2 separate regions of the Mus musculus genome follow, and region 2 is linked to region 1. The links are chromatin contacts, called in public Hi-C maps. All regions are on one chromosome and are shown on one strand. Each heading gives the region's core, a stretch centred on a gene start, on an enhancer-like site or on the middle of the called end of the contact. The rest is flanking DNA. Distances are from core to core; before and after follow the strand shown.

Region 1 (3,057 bases), core at 191-2,690:
AGAGAAACCTGCGAGGGCCTGAAAGGGGAGTCACCTGAACGTCCATCTTCTTTCCCATCAAATCCCTGTGTGAGTCACTGTAGAGAGGGCCCAAAAATGCCATTGGGAAGGAGAGCCCCAAAAGATTGAGAACAGAGTATTGTGTCAGTACCAGGATCTGAAACACCTGTAGCTAATATAATGTCTAAGTCAGGTGTGATGATATACATCTATAATTTAGCACTCAGGAAGCTGAGGCAGGAGGATGCTTTGAGTTTGAGGCCAATAGGCTGTAAGTGAGTGCTAGGCCAGACTGAGCTGTAGCTCAGTGTGATTCTGCCTCAAAAACCAAAAATGTCTGGGGGGGGGTAGTGATATGTTGGGATCATGTGTCTAATATTATTATTGATTATTTTTTCTTTAAAAAAGATTTATTTTATTTTTAATTGTGGGTATGAGCACATGTATGCAGGAACCTACAGAGACTCAGAACTTCAGCTCCCTGAAGCTGGAACTCCTGTGGTAATGAGCTGTTTGGTGTGGATGCTGAGAACCTAGCTTGGGTCCTCTGGAAGAGTGGTCCTTAACTGCTGAGCCAGCTCTCTAGCTCCATATTGACTAATGAAAAAAATTATTAGTCATTTGAAGGTTTCTGTATTGACTATTTTTAAAGGCATATTTATCATCAAGCCTAACCTTCTGTTTTAGAAAAAATGCAAGAACAAGAACTCTAATCAGAAGCTGGAGGCAGCCATAGCGATGGCTCACAGGGCAGAACAGACCAGTATTCAGGTGGGACAATGCTCAGCTCACACCTGCCGGCCCCATTCAGTCCAAAGGCAGCCCACACCTGCAGACTCACTGCAGGGAGCTGGAGGCCTGCCTTCCCTATTGCAGCTTAGATCTCACCCTTTCCTTCCTGGCCTGGTCTCCCTGATGCCTAAGGCATCCACTCCTTTCCCTGCCCTTGGACACTTGGTGTCTTCTCTCAGCCCAAACATAGTTTTTACCCTCAAATTCCTCTGGAAGGAGCAGGGTGGGGTAGAGAGTGACATGTGAGTTTCTCTTTCCTAGTCATTTGTTCCATCATGAATCAACTAGAAAAGAGATTATAATTAATCTCCTTTAAAGGTTCAGATAAAGCTTATGTGATATTTCAAATGATAATGGTTTGGAAAATGAATGCAGCCTTTGTCATAACTAGAATCTAGAAGACAGGGCAAAGCTGTGCCTGACAGGGAGTAGGTGACACTGTTGTCTCTTGATTCCCTAGGAGCGGGTTAACTTGTTTGGTTTCTGGAGTCGATACAATGGAGCTGACATCAGTGAGGAAGGGGAAGGTAGGAAGAGGGATGGAGGGTAGAGAGGCCCCTGCCCCAGGATCCAAGCCTGCACTCTCTGCCCCTGTCCAGATTCTCTTGTGACAGTGACCCAGAGAGATGGGGGAGGGGATGATAAGACAGGGTGTGTGTGAGTCATGATCTGTAGGACCATGGTGACGTGGGACTCTCCCCAGGACTTAGAAGACAGGATATGAAAATGGATTTCCTGAGATCAGCTCAATTCAATAATGTATCTTGGACACCCAGTCTTCCTTCTTTTCCCTTTTCTAGATTTGACTCTCTGTGAGTCCAACAACCCTGAGTCTTGTCTGGAGAAGGAAGAGAAGGACTTAGAGGAGGAGAAGGAGGAGGAAGAAGAGAAGAAAGTAAATCGTAGAGAGAGTTCTTGTGACTTCAGAATTCCTGTAGGGGTGTGGTTGGCATAGATTCATGGTCCCTGTGAACCATCGAGCCTTGGGGCCCTGGCTGGCTGGCTCACTCTCAAGATCTCCAGGAAAGAAGGCTTTCCATCCTCCCTGTGGGACTTTCTAAGCTCTATAGGAATTTCCTTGATTGCAGTTTCAGTTTGTGCTGTGTTTCCCTTGGTCTTTATATAATTCCAGGAAACCCTCAGTTGCTTTTTCCACTCCTTTCTCTGGTGTGGAAACTTCAGATGTCACCCATTTTCTTGGCATCACCTTGAAACAATAATTTTCATGTTCTTGTTTAGTTTACCTTTTTCTTTTTTGTGAAAAAATTATTACCCCATTTACTTACTTGGGCATGGGAACACAGGCCAGAGAGCAAGCTGAGGGAGTTGGTTCTCTTTCCACCATGTTGTCCCTCCAGGTGAACTCGGGTTGTCAGGCTTGGAGCCGCTGCGCCATCTCATAGTCTCTAAGTTACCTCCCCCTGCCTTAGCTTCTTTTTAAGCATTCAATCCTTGCATTGACTGGTACTAAGTAGGATGGTAGGGTGACCACATATTTTTTTTCTCTGCTGCTGAACCAGGTTGCAGTCAAACCTAGTTTAACTTTCTGAGGCCCACCCATTATTCTCTAGCACCCCTTCTAAAAAGAGAATATGTGTGCTAGTGCACTCCTGTGCAGGTGTGCATGCATATGTGTGCAAATGCACATGAGGTCAAAGGTTGTTCTCAGGTATTCTTCAGGTGCCACCCCCATGTTTTTTTTTTTTTTTTTTGTTTTTTTTTGAGGTAGGTTTGTAGCTTGACCACTCAGATAGGCTGGTTAACAAGCCCCAAGAATGTACCTGTTTCCACACCTCCAGCGCTGGATCACAAGTGTGCTCCATCACACCCAGCCTTTCATGTAGGTTCTGGAGAGTGAACTCAGGGCCTCATGTTTGCATGGGGATCACATGACTAAAGTGCCTCCTGGTTTCTAGAAAGAGTTTTGTAATTCAATTTGCTTTTTTCTGTTCTTTCTCTATTGAAGGATCCAACTTTGCCTAGACCCAAGCCAGCTAAAATGCAGACAAAAAAGCCCAAGTCAAGAGGTAAGCAAGACAGCTGGAAAGGGGCAAGTCCCACAGATAGGGAGGGCAGAAGCAGAGAGAGTAAGCATTGGCAGGTGGTTGTGCCTGACTGAATCTTATTTCTAGGATCTGAGAGAATAGGCCAAGCTGATGCCAGGGTGGAAGATACAGCGCCTCGTTCTTGTTCCCAAAGTCTTTGGTTAAAGGTGTAGGGTTTAGGCTGATTTCTGGGAAAAGGCTGGTTCTGAGGAGAACCATA
Region 2 (3,195 bases), core at 231-2,730, 54 kb after region 1:
ATAGGGAAAATTTCTTTTTCATTTTCTAATGGCTGAAGATCCTGAGGAGAGAATACAGATGTGTCCTGGGGAGCTATGAGGGGAAATGAAGGACTGTGGTGGCATGTGGCAGTTATAAGTATACCTGAGGATACCAGAACATGCAATGGTCCCCACTATATGTTCTTTTATAGTTTCTGAGCTGAGGTTGGAGTTGTGTGGAGATGCTGCATAGAGGGATCAATTGGAGTCCTTATGTAGGGCCAAGAGAGTCAGCTACATTCTGGAGAAGTTTATTCAGCTTGAAGTCATGTGTGAAAGCTGGCAGGAGAGTAGTCAGATTTCGAACAATAAGGGAGTGAGCAGGAGGGAAGGACAGATGCTAAAGCTTAGAGTCAGGTGTGGTTCTGTGTCTGCAGAGAATGACAAAACCATAGCAGAGGTAGCAGAGAAGGCTAGTCACAACTACAAGGGAAGTGCTGTTGGCAGAGGTATGGGCAGTTCCAAGGGAAATGAATATGAAAGGAAGCTCAGAGTTATGAAGCCTGAGGTGACAGGCACAGGACAAGGAAGCCACAGACATCAAAGCCCGAGCCAAGGTGACTCACCTTGTGTCAGGGTGAGTTGGGTTCCAGGAAGTGACTGCCAAAACTTTATGCCTTCTGTTGTTTGCAGAAAAACTCTGCAGAAGTACCAGGTCTGGTCAGACTCCTTAAAGTTCAGGATTCTGAGGACTCCAGATGTCTGACCCTGTGTCCAGTTCAGGATGAGCCGGCCCTTGAAGTGCTCATGTATGAAAGGCATGGAGGAGTTGTAGATGAAGTGCCCAAAGAAATCCTTCCATCTCCAGGCTATGCTCATCTGTGGATCCTTGGCTAACTTCCAGGGGAAGTAGAAGGAGAAGGGGATGTCGATGGAGCCACCCTGGACTCCAGAGCAGCGTTCAGGTTGGTTGACCCCAAAGTCATTTCCTCCGTTTGATCTTGCTGAATTTCCTGGGAAGGATGGGGAGACTCTGAAGCCACTGCAGGGGACAGTGACAGGAAACATAGAAAGGACAACACAGAACATTCTGAGACTTCTTGCACAGGCAGGGGTGAGACACAAGGCAGGACTGTCCCCAAAGCTAGTGGGACAGGAAAGACAGTGAAGGGTTGGGTTGGGCTCCCTCTGCAATGTCAACTGACTCTTGGGGCAGAGAGTCCTGGCTGGCTCCTCTAGCAGACACCTGTCCACATGACTCCCTACTCTTCCCAGCCCCATTGTCCCCTCCTGAGGTTAAGTCCCTGCTAGTGAGGTCGCTACCACTCACCAGCATGCAGACAGGCTGATGAGAGCAGAAGCAGGATCTGAGCCATGGCTGGAGTCTCTCCAGGAAGCGAGATCAGCAAAGCCATCAGGAAGGCAAGGATGCTCTGTCTAGGGACACTGGGGTGCTCAGGAGTCCAGAGAGAACCAGGGTAAAGCGAGACAGATCCCCAGGCCTTCTCATGTGGAGGACTGAGTTGGGGCAGGACCTTTCCATCTCCACCTCCTTGTGGCCAGCAACTTCCTTTATTGATCTGGCTTCTTCTTTTCCCATGTTGCAGAAGATCCGCCCTGTGGTCACTGACAACATAACTGGACTTTGGCCCAGCCCCCATTGTTGGCTTGGAGACATGGCTTTGTCCTCAGGAGGCAGGGCTCTCCTCTCTTCCACCTTCATCTTCTATCTTATCTACTGTTTTCCATTTCCTAAGTGGCTTGTAATCTCTGTTTCCCTTCCTCTATTTTTCTTCTAGTCTTTCCTTCCCCCTACTTAATCTCTTTCTCATTATGTCTCCCACCATGCTGGTTGTCACATTTCTCTCTAATTATCTCACCTAATGAAGTTGTCAGTTTCTAAATCACCTCAGACACAATGAGGAAGGTGTAATCAGGAAACACAGTAAGTCCCAGGCCCTAGCACAATAACCCCCTTACCCTGCTCTTCCTTCCCCCTCTCTGTCCCCATCGCAACTTGCTCTTTCTTGCCTTTCAGGGAGCCTTCCCAGTGCCCAGGCAGAATCAAGGCTTTGAGGATCCCCTCCACCTTGCCCTGATCTCTGTGGTAGAGCCTCCAACTTCCTTTGGCTTCCTGGACAGTGACTCTAAAGCTACTCCAGTTTCTAAAGGAGCCTTCCTGCCTCTCCTCCTCCTACCATAACACTCACTCAGGAGAGGATAACAAGGATCAGAGAAGTCAAGGCACATGTCATACAACAGCCACGTGGCTCATTGACTGGACTTTAGTCACATTGAGTTCTTGGAGTCTTCCATTCCACACAGAGACTTCAGTTTGCCTGCTCAGTGCAGCCTCTGAGGAGGCTCTTTCCACAAAGCTCTTGAGTGACTTCCTCTAGTTATGGCCACAGGAGAACCTTCTTTGGACTAAGTGGGCAAACACAGCTCTGAGCAGCCATGTGTCATTCATGATGTAAGGCCTGGGACATGGCTGACAGTGGACACAGCTGGCCTGTGACTTGGGTTGAAAGGTTGGGGCAGAGGCTGTGGTGACCTCAGGGCTGGTTCTAAGGAGGTTCAAACTACCCTTCCTCAGGACATGGTGCCATCAGCTTCCTGAAGGGCACAAACACATGATGGTGTCAGAGGAAGTGGCATCAATCTCCCTGAGTGACATGTGCAGAGACCTCTTCCCATTTCCTTAGGTTCCCTGGCACTGATCGCCTTGTTCCTGCTTCCCTGCAGCTGGCTTTGCAGCCTGCCCTCTTTCATGTCTGCTTCTCTGACTCCCTTTACAGTCCCCATGGTCCTCAGATACCTTGTTCTGATCCAGACACAAACTGTCATGTCCTGACAGTTTGTATTCATCTGTATTCATAGTACCCTTGGAGACACTGAGGCACAGAGCCTATGGGATGAGTTGGCTCCAGATGGAAGGTTAGTCAGATCAGGGACTAGGTGTGTGTGTGTGTGTGTGTGTGTGTGTGTGTGTGTGTGTGTGTTTAAATTCTATCTCAAGAAGCCCAAAGTGGTCCTAAAACTTAGTATATAGCCAGAGATGACCACGAAGGACTAGCGAACCTCCTGCCTGGTGCTCCCATGAGCAGAGATTCCAAGTGTGCAGAGATTCCAGGCTAGCTTCAAACTCAAAATGATGCATTTATTTGTCTCTTCCCGCCACAGGGTTCACATAGGAACCAATCAATCAATCAATCAATCAATCCTGTCCTTTTA

The links. A called contact is a pair of places that touch in the nucleus more often than the background predicts.
Region 2: a contact with region 1 is called in a Hi-C map of bone marrow-derived macrophages, with 79 read pairs. The contact joins the promoter of Pilrb2 here to the enhancer-like site in region 1. A contact is called at or near these places in 12 of 39 promoter capture datasets (the 3T3-L1 cell line, 3T3-L1-derived adipocytes, the C10 cell line and 6 more), 1 of 15 datasets of contacts at CTCF or cohesin (CD8 T cells), 4 of 484 Hi-C or Micro-C datasets (the CH12 cell line, bone marrow-derived macrophages, female germline stem cell-derived STRA8 germ cells and 1 more), 3 of 115 datasets of contacts at active chromatin or transcription factors (the HPC-7 cell line and bone marrow-derived macrophages) and 3 of 9 other capture datasets (adipose tissue, liver and pancreatic islet).

Annotation. Positions count from the first base shown.
Region 1 is chr5:137,816,206-137,819,262 of GRCm38.p6, forward strand. Zcwpw1 (zinc finger, CW type with PWWP domain 1) reads left to right here. Exons shown (of 17, transcript NM_001005426.2): 12 at 688-771; 13 at 1,253-1,319; 14 at 1,593-1,687; 15 at 2,759-2,819. Among named protein-coding and RNA genes, the nearest start is that of Pilra, 19 kb to the right of the region's middle. Within about 2 kb of position 1,441, at least 22 of the 459 cell types and tissues checked have an H3K27ac peak or open chromatin away from gene starts, as enhancers often do. A contact at or near this core is called in CD8 T cells and bone marrow-derived macrophages, where this site is marked.
Region 2 is chr5:137,870,278-137,873,472 of GRCm38.p6, forward strand. It overlaps Pilrb2 (paired immunoglobin-like type 2 receptor beta 2), which reads right to left and starts at 1,481. Exons shown (of 5, transcript NM_001384202.1): 1 at 1,292-1,481; 2 at 588-974. The coding sequence starts at 1,376.